4 separate regions of the Mus musculus genome follow, and regions 1, 3 and 4 are each linked to region 2. Evidence: chromatin contacts called from public Hi-C and HiChIP or PLAC-seq data. All regions are on one chromosome and are shown on one strand. Each heading gives the region's core, a stretch centred on a gene start, on an enhancer-like site or on the middle of the called end of the contact. The rest is flanking DNA. Distances are from core to core; before and after follow the strand shown. Region 1 overlaps Gm31431 (a long non-coding RNA gene). Region 2 holds the start of Mir99ahg (Mir99a and Mirlet7c-1 host gene (non-protein coding)). Region 3 has its middle 12 kb from the start of Gm31431. Region 4 holds the start of Cxadr (coxsackie virus and adenovirus receptor).

Region 1 (3,147 bases), core at 646-3,145, 720 kb before region 2:
CGTTCTTCTTGAATTTCATGCGTTTAGCAAATTGTATCTTATATCTTGGGTATCCTAAGTTTCTGGGCTAATATCCACTTATCAGTGAGTATATATTGTGCGAGTTCCTTTGTGTTTGGGTTACCTCACTCAGGATGATGCCCTCCAGGTCCATCCATTTGCCTAGGAATCCTTTTTGTGAACATAAAAAAAACTGAAGGTTGGCAAGGTTAGCTGAAAGATGATAAATAAATGCAACATAGCTTCATCCCACAGAAACACATTTTGAGAATATTTAGCCCATATACACACATAATTACAGATTTTCCTAACTCTGTTGAATCAGGATGCTAAACAACAAGTCAAATGAATAAGTGATGCTTCTCTAAAAGCCAAAAAATATTGATATAAGTTCCTAGGTATCTTTTAATTGGGGTTTTCTGGTTTGAAAATAGTTAATGATAACTGAGATAGTATACTCTGTAAAAACTTAAGGCAGCTGGTTCAAACAATACAGGCATTGTTCTAAACATACCATTCAGTGTTTTCAATTAAATGTGGTTAAGAGATTTTTCTCATGCGCAAGACATTTTAAATCCTCGGGGAAGTAGCTCAATATCGGTCCACTTAACTTTTGCTTACAAAGTACTTCAGCTTGTAAATCGGAGCTGCCTAAACACCCTGACAGGGGTGTGATGGTTATTCACTGCTATAAGATGAATGGTGCTCCTCACACAATTTACAATTTGAGGTCCAACTTACAGAGCTTTGGAGTATAGCCGAATTTTGTAGTATTGCCGGCAAAGAGATAATTAAGATTGTACAAGGTCATAATGATAACCCTAGTCCAATCTGGCTGACACCCTTTAAGAGGAAGAGATGCTGGGTACTCGTGTGCACAGAGAGGAGACACAGTAAAGCCATAAAAAAAAATATGTTCCTTTCTCAGCAAAGACCAGAAGCCTCAGAAGAAACCAAAACTGCTAACACTACAGTCATGCTTATAGCCTCTAAGACTATAGGAAATAAACATGCTGTTTAATTTACCTACATACTTTGTTATATCAGCAACACAACTCTCCTAATGACTGAGGCTTCTGTATGCATAGATTCTATATCATAGATTCTATATCATCAGGTCTTTAAGTTTTATGAATAAGTGCTTTACTAAGGCAGTCTCTTATGCCAAATGGAAGGTGAAATATTTCAAATCTCTCCTGGACCAACGCCTTGGATTTTAGTTCTGGAGGGCTCCACTGCTGTTAGTCTCTAGAACTGATCCCTCTGCCCACATGTTTATCCTGATTATGTACTTTCAAATACAGATGTTTATTCTGAGAAAGCTGCAAGATCGGGAGTAAGGGTGTCTATTACCATAGCATACTATAATTTATCCTCTCTGATAGGATTGTGGGCTGAACTTATTAAAATTACATGACAACCAAGCAATGTTTTCTTGTAACTAAAGAAAATATACAAGGGGAAATTAAGGCCTCAGCGCAGGGATACAGGAGCAGCCGAAATGTCCTGTTCTTTATCCAAATTATTGCTGAATCCACAGATAATTTGATCATTCTCATTCATCTCTATGAGACAAGGTTAAAAATATTTTAGCCATATCAAGGGAAGTATAGTTGGGTGATTAAAGGCCTAAAGCTGGTAAATGTGACTCTTCATTGTTTATAGGACAGGTTTGGCAAGAGTCCTAAACATCATCTCCGTTTATAAAATCATAAAGCCCCTCTATTCAATATGAAACAAAGCCAAAGTTCATTTGCACAGTTTTGCTGCAGTAATTGAAACCACTTAGGGATGTTTATTGTTCTAAGACCAGAAACAATAAAGACAGCATAAACAAGACACTGACCCAGTGTGATGCTATCGGGATGAATCAAAGAAAAACAACCGAGTTTCTCTATACACAGCTGAGCTCATTCCCTCCCTGACTGTGATCAACTTGCCAGCATGCGGCTTTATGTTGTCTCCTTTTGAAACCGAGGATGAGGGAAAGGGCCAGCCCAGTGAGGTTATAAAGATAGTGCTGTCTCCGTGTGTTTCTCTTAGTTCTCTTCCTTTTAAAGTTTCGTGCCACAGCATAGATACAACGAGGGAGAAAATGAAGCTAGCATTTATGTGCAGCTGCACACTCTTGTCTTTCGCAGAGAAAAGATTAAAAAGTTCCTTTCTATATTAAATACAAAACTTTGTGTAGGAATGGAGGGCGTCTTACACAAAGACAATAGGCGTTAAGCAGTGCAACAAGAATTGAAAATTAAATGAATTCTCGCCCATCAAGTGTTTTAGAAGACAACGTTTTAGAAGCAAAGTGGAACAAGGCTGTGTGTTGCGGGTGCAGGGAAGGAAGTGACGTGATTTTGGTCACTTTAAGAAGACTTCATTCTGCTTTGTAGTTTTCATTCTGGTAGATCTTGAAATTCAACCCTGCTGACAAGTGCAAAAGCGCTGAGCAAGATAGCAGGAATTTCCTGGGGGCAGTCCTGAAGGGCACCGGGATGGTACCACCCAACGTGCTACTCGGAGGCAGTCATTGGTTAAAGCCGGAAGTGGACAAACAATAGAAATCTTGTGGAAAGACACCTGCAAGGAGATTGAGGATAGAGGAGTAGTGGCTTCATCAGAAACGTCCCCCATACTCTCAGATATTTGTTCTCTGGTTGGTGGTGTGTTTGGGGCAAGTTTAGGTGAGACAGCCTTGCTGGGCAAAGTCCACCACTGGGGCAGTGCGCTTCGAGAGTAAAATGTCTCACCAACTTCAGATCGTTGACTTCGCTTCATGCTTTCAGTAAAGGGTGTCAACTGTCTGCATCTAGTTTTCACTGCCATGCCTGCGTCTTGCTACCATGCTTCCCTGTCACGACAGACACTCATCCTTCTAAAACCATAAGCCCAAATAAAATCTTTCATAAGTTGCCTTTGTCATGATATTTTGCCATGGCAAGAGAGAAATGGTTCAAGAGTAAAAAGGGTTCAGACAGCTAAGACCTCAGATGAAATGGTAGCCAGCTGACCACAGTTCTGACCAGGACAACTTACAACACCATGCTCAGGGAAGGCTAGGAACAAGGGTGACAGGGCCTTTTGCATATCTTAATAGGCAAACTGTTTTTGTTTTGTGTAATGGTTGTGGATTGTGGCTGGAGAAATTAT
Region 2 (2,983 bases), core at 320-2,819:
AACAAGTAGACAAAACTGAATTGTCTCTCTGCTTTGGAAAATGTTTAAACGATGCTGAAGTAGACCTAAAACTTCATCAAATCAACAAATGGACCATAAAGATCCTCCATATTTTTTGATAACATCAATTGCAAATATTATGGTAGCAAAAACTGATTTTTCTAATGAGGTGAACATCAGAAAGTATATTTTAGCACTTACTATAAATGTGATTATGAACATGAGAGGTTGGAATAAGAAAAATAGGTCGCCTCGGCTCACATTCCTGGACATGCTGGCAAGCTAAGATTTTCTTTGAACAACAACAAAACATAGTTAAAACAGGACTTAGTTACGTTTAAACAAGGAATTATTCTCAACTTATACTGTAAGGTTTTTCGTTGAGCTTGGTTGGTTTTATTTTAGAAAACATGACCTTACTAACTTCTAAGGTATTTGCACTGAAACAAACAAACAAACAAACAAACAAAAACTGCTCTGCATTACTGCAACATGATTCTTCAAAAAGAAATGTGTGCAAAGTCGATAGCACACAACGTGAGCAAACAGGATCAGCAGGAACAAAAGAAGTTTGCACGCTGTTGCTCAAGGACTTTTAAAGAATCCTTCCCAGGGATAAGACACATAAACCACTGGGAAGGGACTTGGGAAATCAAAGCACACTTAGTTTTCAATGCATGAAGATGTACTTTCTTAACTATTTTATATTAAAAATAAGAGGGAGCAACAGCAATTCTCACTGGCTGGCTGGCTGGCTGCTAAACACGGGCCCTGACCCTTCTCCTGGCCAGGAATGCAAAGCTCTTTCCATAGGACTTATTCCTGAGATAAGGCACCAAATCATGAAGCCAGCGCCCAGTGACACAGAAGTTGGACTAAATGCAATGTTTACACATATCCTGACTCCCCCTTCTTCCTCATCCCAGCCACATTTGATTTGCCTAAATCAATATTGACTCTGGTTGCAGAAAAGCAGGACTTAAACAAAAGAAAATCTGGAAGAGAAAGAACAGACTGGACGCTACGAGTTTTTTTTTTTTCTCTCAGATTGCAAGTATCACGTGAAATGAAGCAGAGACAAAGCCACAGAGCTTCGGAATTTCTAAGTATTCTTGATGGCTTGTTTCTCCCCCCACCCCCCAAAAAGCAGAGCAGATTTCTTAACTTGTATTACAACCCAGAAAGAATATTTGAGCAACATCTTAAATCTGCACTCACCATGTGAAAGCAACAGTTGCGTGGAGTAAAAGTGTGTTATTTCTCCTGCCCCTGTTCCATTTCAGTTCTGACTATAGTTGTCCAACAACCAAAAGGCCGGAGCTGCCACCCAGAGGCCCCGTCCACGATCTGGTTCATTTGCCTGTCAGCCCGAGAGCTGGCTTCTGCCGGCTGCAGCTGTGCACTTTGCTGAAGTTCTAATATAAATCTCCATATGGTTCCCACCGCCTCACATAGGTGATCTGGCCTCTCGGTTCAATGAACGCGCAGCTGAACTCTTTTCCAGGTGAGTCTGTGAGAGCTAGCTTTGAAGTCGTCCACTCTCAAGTTCAGGAGTTCTTGGTGAGGAGTGGGTGGAGAGAAGCAGCCTTGCTCCGGGGAACTCAGGCTGCAGTCAGAATGCGAAAACTTCCTCTGTTTTCCTGCCTTGCGTGGCTGAGCGCTAGTGCCTCTTTTCACAGAACTTCGGAATGTACAGGCAGGACGCAAAAGGGGCCCTGCCAGACAAGCCTTTCTCAATCAATTAGCTTGCAGCCATTACTTGTGACCCGAGGTCACACAGCATAAGTGTGTGGGGTGTGCCTTCAGGGGTCCCAAGGCTACTTATTACAGCTTAGATAACCTAAGCCGAGCAGACACTGCATTCTAGAAATATTTTTTAATAGTAAATGTGCTAAAGATGTAAAGTAAACCGAAGGTAACCCCCTAGTGTTCTTTCTGAGTAGGTATTGCTTGACTCAGTGAATTTAAAACAATACTTTTTCACATTAAATCAAACAGCGTTCAGGACAGAATAGTAACATGTTTTCTTTATATTATGTGCCTGCAGATGTGGAAATGACAAAAGAGCTCATGTAGACACTCACATGATTACCAGCATACATATCCCTTGTATCACATGGCTAAGCATAGGCAGTAGTATGGTTTTCCTTGAGACTTTTAAAGAATTTTAATGTAAAATTAATTTTAATTAATTAATTTTGATGCAACTATCGACAAAGTTCTCCGTAGCTAAGGAACTGACCTCACTTTGAGGATACAGCCTAGCCTGCTAACCCCGGGTGAGATTCCATGCAAAATTAACTTCACGAATTCTCTTATTTTCAGAACTATATTAGTTACAATTTCCTCCAGTTCCGAAAAAGCGCTTCTTCATTTTAGTACATTTTTAACTGGGAATTCATAAGAAAAGCTATGACGTGCTAAGAAAAAAAAATGTAATATTGCAAAACTCTATCTGCGTTTTATGCATTACATCTTCGTAGTCTTCAAAAACACTTTACAAGGATAGGTATCATTATCAAATTTGTGACAAGGAAGTATCAAGTAATTGTACTTCAAAGCAAACCCTTTCTTTGAATGATCCAACCAAATTAAAATGCTCATGTTTCTACAGTGATTAGATTAGACACCCTCCCTCTCCCAGTAGCTGTCACTCAGAGATAGAGATAGATGCCCAACACTCCATCCTTCACCCTATTTACTAAGTAACTGCACAGGCATGCGAGGCCTGCCTGGGAAATTCCTTTAGATGCTGATCTTTCATCTGCCTCGACCATCTTCGAATTAGCAAAACTGAATTAGCTTTAATCAGCTGTTATCTGATATAAAACAAAACATAGACAAATTAAAATGAACAAATTATAAGATTAGCAGCTAAATAATGCTTTCTAATAGGTAGAGCAGACTTTTTGAAAGTACAGAAACAGAGAATATAAGTGGTAAAGTTAGCTCTGGGTGAGACTGAGTGCAGAAACTGGGGTTT
Region 3 (3,387 bases), core at 101-2,600, 770 kb before region 2:
CATACAAAACAAACAGACAAAATAAAACAAATCTTCAAATGTGAATTTGAAATGTTTCCTTTATTTCTTTGAATATCATTTCTGCTGGAGTTTTTTTTTTTAATTTTAAAAGTATGGTTTATCTAATTATTTTAACCCAGGTCACATATTTGCATTATTACAGTGTGGTACTGCTTATCTTTTTCAGTACCATTCTGATCACAGTTTATAGCATTAGGGTTTTCAGAGGGAGCTGCCCAACAGTGGAGACTGGTTACACAGTCTTCCATGTCTAATATCCATTTCCTTGCTTGTAGCCCACCTGACATAGTTTGATTCAAGAATGATTTCAACAGCTAAGAGATTAGAATAGTGGGAACTTGAGACCCTTAAAAATTGAATCAGTTTGAGTTTAATTTTACAAGTTTGATTTTTGCATGAAGTGTTTAAACCTTCCTTTGATGAAGTTCTTCATTAGAAATTTCTAGGCCTGCATTGATGAGCCTAAGTAGATTTAGAACCTTTTCTAATGGCAGCAATTTGGGTTATTTTCACTGAAGTGACACTACATCATTGTTACCTTTGTGGGTATTTTTATTAACTTTTGCCAGGTACCAAAAGATACATCCCCTTCAATAATTGTGATAATGTATTCGAACTACGCAGGTGACTTTCCCTCTCTAATCCTCCCTCTAATTCAGAGGATTTAAATCTCTTTTGTTAAGTTATTATTGGGAGAAATAACTCCTGCATTCTTTGTGAACCTACTTATAGAAAAAAGGAGATTTTATTTCTCCTTTTAATTAAAAAGAAATACAACTGGTCTTTCAGAATGAACCCGAACCTAATTTAATGTTATAATAAAGAGGAGGTGCCGTGGAGAGAGATTTTGATGTTCCTAAATTTATACTGAGATACAAAAAGCAAATCCGATCTGTCCTGAGCCTGCATTTAATGAAATGTTGTGAGGGCAAGAGAGAGTAGAGAATCTGAACAAAGAGAATACATGTCGGGTGGAGTAGTTTCTTTAGAATGACGAGTTTGTTGGCTCAGCTAGCAGGAGGGGTCAAGCCGTAAACTGAAATAAAGGGACATTATAACTGGTAAGAAGCACAGCTTATACAAGGGTGCACTTTTAAGTTTGGGAGAAATAGTTGTTGCTCTGGCTGGAAAGTTTCTGTTCCCTTCTTTTTTACTAAACCAGGGAAACTGTATTGACATGCACCCAGATGGACGCTTTGCAGCCTTTCAAAGTGACTCTCCCTAACACTGCAAATTCTTGGCCACTTTCCAGTCTAAGGAGAGGTTAGCCAAAGACTAAAGATTTACTCGGACCACCCAAACGATGAGACTCCACCTTTCTTCTGGATCTCAGCCACCCGGGTACAAATAGAGAAAACTCAGGGGGCCAGGGGTAGGGGTGGGGACGACGGACGATGTGGAAGACAGATGGCAGGGAGAAAGAAGAAAGAGACAGAAAAGAAAACGCAACTTTTAATCAGAGGAAATTAAATTCTCCTTGCTTTCTTTCTGTTGCCCTGGAGTATTAAAGATACAAACCAGCTACATCAATCACTCCTCAACATAGACCTTTTTGTTTGCTGCTCTGAGCCAGAAGCACACATTGTGATTTTTTTTCTGTACACTGCAATGGTCATTATTGTGTGTGTGTGTGTGTGTTTTTTTTTTTTTTTTCTTAAATTTCAGACGAAAGCCTTTACATCCTAGCTCTGATTCTGGACAGTGACATTTTGCGTGGTGGGGAATGATAAAAATCTGTTCTTTGGCATCTTAAAGTTTTATGGAAGATTCTCACTTATTTTATTAGAGCTTTCGTGTTTGGAGACGTTTGGAGCTTGAGTTGAGTTCTAACTGTTCTGAGAGGTTTACAGACTTCCTCGGGCATTTCTGACCAGGATTCATGGACACTGTGATTTCTGCTATCAGTAAATATTTTTTAAATCATTGTTTTTATTGTATAGATTTACAGGGTAGAGTGCAACAATTTGATAGATGCATATGTTATATAATGATCAAATCGATGGTTAATCTTTCCATCTCTTTAAGCATTAATAAATTGAGAAAGAACATGTAGTAGTTGTCCATTCTCTATTGTTCCTGTTCAGGGTGTATGACCCTGAGGTAGGAGACTGTAGCACAGTCCAGCTCTGGTGGCACATCTCCTTATTTTCCACCTCTTGGAGGGGCAACATCAGCACTTTGTCTCCTGAGGGTAATTTGGGGCTTAGGTACTTTAGGGTCAAAAGAAATATTAAGAAAGCAGGCTTAAGCCAGAATTTGGCTTAACTGATTCAAGGCTAGTCTGACCTTCAAGTGACCTGCCAGGGGAAAGCATGGATCTACCATCTCATGTGTAAACATGATAGGTTCTGCAGATGCTTAGAACTATGGGATGAATGACCCATGTAGGGATGCTCCAAAGTTTTATCAGCCTGTCAATCAATCAGGATAAGGATCTATCCTCTTTCTTACCCTGTGGAGGGGCTGCTCTAGCTCTAACTCATACAAAGAGCTTGGAAAAGAACTCTCAGATCTAAACTTGAGTTGGCTGAGTCTGTGGACTGCAGCCCCTTTTACTCCGTCTGTCCACAGATCTATACTTTTATTATTGATCCTTGGGTATCTATTCCAATTCATTGAGACAAGGAACCTGATATGACACAATGGGACTCTCCAAGATCCTCCCGGACAACAGATCACTCCTCCAACGTTTCTTTCAAAGTTAGATGAGGATGGATCAGAGATGAGGAATAGTCCCAAGTTTTGTGTAGCAACTCAGCATCCTTTTTTTATCATCAGCTATGAAGTACAGAATGTGTATTGTTTTGCTTCATAGCATCAGACTATTCCAGAAGATCAAGGAAGATCAGCATCCGTAAGAGATAAAAGGAAGCAATTGAGTAAGAGACAATGTGAAGAAAGGATGTGAGACTTCGGAATGAAAGGAAGGCTGGGAGGACAGATGCCAGGGTGAAGACTTGGGAGAGTGAACCGGACTCATTGAGCTATTGAAGGCCTCTGCTCTCCAGTGTTGCATGGTAGAGGAATGGTGGCAGGTGGCAAGAGTAATGCAAGCAGGAAGAAGCTGACCATAGTGATGTGTACTGCACATGGGTCTCCTGCAGTTCTTATGCGTGCCTGGGCTGGGCTGCCATGTGTGTAGGAATGGGCTTATTCAGTCCTTGTGACTATTGCTTACTTCATATAAACATTCTCTTAGTGGTTTAGAAATTTCTGGAAGCAATTATGTTTCTTAGAAGTAACTCTGTGCTTTCCAGTCAAGATGCTATAAAAAAAAATGTTGCCATGCTTAAAAGTTAGAAATTTACTGTGACCTTTAATTTCTTAGGAAGAAATTACTATTAGTGTCACTTGGATGCCTGCAAA
Region 4 (3,267 bases), core at 520-3,019, 970 kb before region 2:
TGAGTTCTGAGGCAGAAAAACGGGAGTTGAAAAGAGTTGTCCTGTTTAGACAAAAAAACATCTGTCCTTCGAGAGTGTGCTCACATACATTATATGAATGAAGAGCTAGGTATATTAAAATAGCCTTAATGGAAAGAGTGACCACCAGAGAGGTATTTCAGAAGAGGAAGAGGGGGAAAAAGCATTACTTCATAAGAAAGAAAAAAGAGGAAGATAGTTCCCTGCATCCTCTTCATTCCTCCAATTTCTGCTTTGGATGTATTCAACTTCGGTTTGTTTTACCAAACAAAGGTGGGATTCACCGAGCAGACTGGTTCAACGACCCTTCCTGTTTTTCACAAGATTTAATTTCGAAATTTCAGCCAAGCCTAAAAGATCTGTATCCAAAAAAAAAGGTGGAGGTGGAGGCGGTGTGGTAGCCTCAGCTCCACAGATTAGACTTGTTAATAGAATGTTGATCCCATGAGTAATGTCCACAGCTGTGGCATCCAACAATGGAATTAACATTTCAGCAGGAAGCAGAGAGAGCCATCCCAGTAGAGCTGAGGCAGATCCAACAACCTTCCCAACTCCCGCAATCCTAAGCAATCCTCTTCGGAGGCTACGGTGTGTGTGCGCGTGCGTGCTTCCCAGAGTTGAACGTGTAAATCTTTTACATGACTCACTTGGCTCGAAAATTCCTCCAATTGCTTAGTATTAGGAAATGAGACCGACTTGTTAAAAACACACTTAGAAAAAGATTAATTTCTAAGTGCTAGAATGCGTATGCGTCCTGGGGTCCAGGCATTTTTTTTTTAATGCCTTATTTCCTGAAAGAGACGCTCTGCAGCTGAAAGATGTACTGGGCGATTTCTACCACCACACGCCTCACCACCTGAACGTCAATCATCATACAAAAAAAAAAAAAAAAAATCAACTTATTACAAACCCGGGCTAACTCCTCCCCAACAGCGATTTCAGACCTTCGGCTCCTAATACCTCGTCTCGGAGCTGCTGGGTCGAGCTAGCCTGTTCTTTGAGACTAAAAACCAGCAGCTTCGGTGCTTCTTTCCTAAAGGTAGCCAGGGCGACTGACACCGAACGGCTCAGTCTTCTCTCAAATAATGGCGTTGGTAATTCAGCCTCCCCGGCTTGGACTACCCGATACCTAAAAACTCGCAGCCCGGAGCTTGGAAATCGGGGAAGGCTGGCGGCACACAACACCCAGGCAGACGCGGGAAACAGACAAGGGCAGATAAAGCCAAATGGTCCCCAGGGTAAGCTGCCCTGGAGGCGCGCCCCACACGCCCCTGGGCGAGCCTCCGCCACCGCCACCGGACGATCGGGTCCCCGCTCCGCTGCCTCCCAGACGCCTCACGCCCCCTGCGCCGCTCCCGGGGACCGATGCATTCTCCGGGCTGGCGCGCGTGGTCCGGGGCAGATCACCCTGTGCATGGGTGCCCATCCGCCACTACCACGGCAGCGCCCCCCAAATTGAGCCGCCCCCTCCCCCCACGCCCCATTGTTCCCGGGAGGCCGCGAGCTGGGAGCGCAAGCGACTGGGACGGAGAGGTGCCGCAACTCACCCGCGATCCCGCACAAGAGCACGAAGCACAGTAGGCGCGCCATGGTAGCTGCCGGCCGGGTCGTGGCTTGCAGGTAAACGATCTCGGCTGGGAGCCCTGGTTTTCCCAGAGCCTGGTACACTCCCGACTGGCTCCCGGCGGTGGCAGCAGCGAAGGCACCTCTGCGCCCCGCCCCAGCTCGGCAGGTGAACGCGTCACTTCCGGCAGCACCCGGGAGCCCCTAAGCAAGAGCCCACAGTGTTGGCGCCCTGGGGTTGCCATGGAAACTGGGATCAGCCCGCGTCCCACCCCCCCTCCCCACCCCCACTCCCCTCTAAGGAACCTTCCAGTCCCAGCGGTCTTGCGCGCTGTACACCTGCTTGCGCTAGCAGCCACCTCCAGCTCTCCCGACTCCTGGTTAAATCGCTTTGTGAGCTGGGAAGCAGCGAGCCAGTCTCACTGCTGAAACAGTCACGCCCTCCTCCCCAGAGCCCAGCTCCAGGCCGGAATTGCTCCCTCTCCCTAAACCTTGAGCTAGGTTTCTTTCGACACACCACTAGCCAGCAGTCACCGCATCCTGTGGTCAGGGGTGGGGACCTCCTGGCACCCGTGTTTCCAAGGGCGATCAGAGAGCCCCGCCAATATCTTGCCTTCTTTTTGAATGGCTAGGTTCCTATTGAAGGCTCAGGAGAGGCTTTTCTTCCGCCCCTGTATACACTAGACCTATAAATTGAGGCGGCAGGTTTAACAAATACTTGGGGCTTTTCTCCTCCTTGCGATTATGAGTCGTTCCAGCCCTGAAGTTAGCCCACAGGGACAAAAGAACTTTAAAAGTGGGACCGGTTGGGGATGGCTAAGTGAACGGGAGTGGCTCTTGGAAATTAGGAATTTGAAAAGCCAGTGCAATCCCGCCCTGCAGCTCTCCCAAGCTGTTATCCTCAGACTTGCCTTTGCTAACTATTCTTGGTTGCTCTTCCCAGATTTTTTTTTTAACTGTTAGAAATGTTGAAATTCACAAGAGCCCCATATTAGGAGGTAGAAAACAGAAGAAACCAGCGTAATGGCCAAGAGTTAGGGGTCTTGGTGGGCAAGTTATTTAGAAGTGAAAGTGAAATCGTGCATTAAAAAAAAAAATGCTTGGTAGGTCCAGAGATGGCTCAACAGTTAAGAGCAATGGCTGCTCATCCACAGGTCCCGAGTTCAACTCCCAGCAACCACATAGTGGCTGGCTCACAACCATCTGTAATGGGATCAAGTACCCTCTTCTGGTATATCTGAAGACAGCGACAGTGTATTCAAATATATAAAAATAAATAAATCTTTTTTAAAAAATGCTTGCCCCCCCCCCCACAGAGCACATAGTGCTCAGCAAGTAGGGACTAATAAAGGAATATTGGGAATGCCTTGTTGCTTGTTGAACCAGAGAAAAGAGAGAAGGCAGGTGTAGGGGGTGATAGGGATGTCCCCACAGGCTCATATATTTAAATGCTTAATCACTATTTGGAAGGATTAGAAGGATTGGGTACTGCAGCCTTTTGGAGTAGGTGTGGCCTTGTTGGAGGAGGTGAATCCCTGGGGGCAGGCTTAGAGGTTTCAAAACACCCATAAGATCCTGGCTCTCTCTTGCCTCTTCCCACCTCCTCTCCTTTCCGATCAAGATGAGGCTCTCAGCTTCATCTGCCTCATACCTGCATCATTGCCTGTCTGCATGCTCCCTGCATGA

What was found. A called contact is a pair of places that touch in the nucleus more often than the background predicts. HiChIP or PLAC-seq counts read pairs in DNA pulled down with a chosen protein or histone mark.
Region 1: a contact with region 2 is called in a Hi-C map of uterus, with 6 times the contacts expected there. The contact joins the enhancer-like site here to the promoter of Mir99ahg in region 2. A contact is called at or near these places in 1 of 39 promoter capture datasets (cranial neural crest), 1 of 484 Hi-C or Micro-C datasets (uterus) and 2 of 115 datasets of contacts at active chromatin or transcription factors (bone marrow-derived macrophages and embryonic limb bud).
Region 3: a contact with region 2 is called in a Hi-C map of uterus, with 6 times the contacts expected there. The contact joins the enhancer-like site here to the promoter of Mir99ahg in region 2. A contact is called at or near these places in 1 of 484 Hi-C or Micro-C datasets (uterus) and 3 of 115 datasets of contacts at active chromatin or transcription factors (embryonic hindbrain, embryonic limb bud and fibro-adipogenic progenitors).
Region 4: a contact with region 2 is called in an H3K27ac HiChIP or PLAC-seq map of cardiomyocytes, with 5 times the contacts expected there. The contact joins the promoter of Cxadr here to the promoter of Mir99ahg in region 2. A contact is called at or near these places in 1 of 39 promoter capture datasets (cranial neural crest) and 2 of 115 datasets of contacts at active chromatin or transcription factors (cardiomyocytes and pancreatic cancer cells).

The regions. Positions count from the first base shown.
Region 1 is chr16:78,051,094-78,054,240 of GRCm38.p6, reverse strand. All of the region lies in intron 2 of Gm31431 (a long non-coding RNA gene), which reads left to right. Among named protein-coding and RNA genes, the nearest start is that of Gm31431, 37 kb to the left of the region's middle. Within about 2 kb of position 1,895, at least 9 of the 459 cell types and tissues checked have an H3K27ac peak or open chromatin away from gene starts, as enhancers often do. A contact at or near this core is called in uterus, where this site is marked.
Region 2 is chr16:77,327,914-77,330,896 of GRCm38.p6, reverse strand. It overlaps Mir99ahg (Mir99a and Mirlet7c-1 host gene (non-protein coding)), which reads right to left and starts at 1,569. Exons shown (of 5, transcript NR_015543.3): 1 at 1,219-1,569.
Region 3 is chr16:78,099,809-78,103,195 of GRCm38.p6, reverse strand. No RefSeq gene overlaps it. Among named protein-coding and RNA genes, the nearest start is that of Gm31431, 12 kb to the right of the region's middle. Within about 2 kb of position 1,350, at least 42 of the 459 cell types and tissues checked have an H3K27ac peak or open chromatin away from gene starts, as enhancers often do. A contact at or near this core is called in uterus, where this site is marked.
Region 4 is chr16:78,300,173-78,303,439 of GRCm38.p6, reverse strand. It overlaps Cxadr (coxsackie virus and adenovirus receptor), which reads right to left and starts at 1,769. Exons shown (of 7, transcript NM_001025192.3): 1 at 1,566-1,769. The coding sequence starts at 1,608.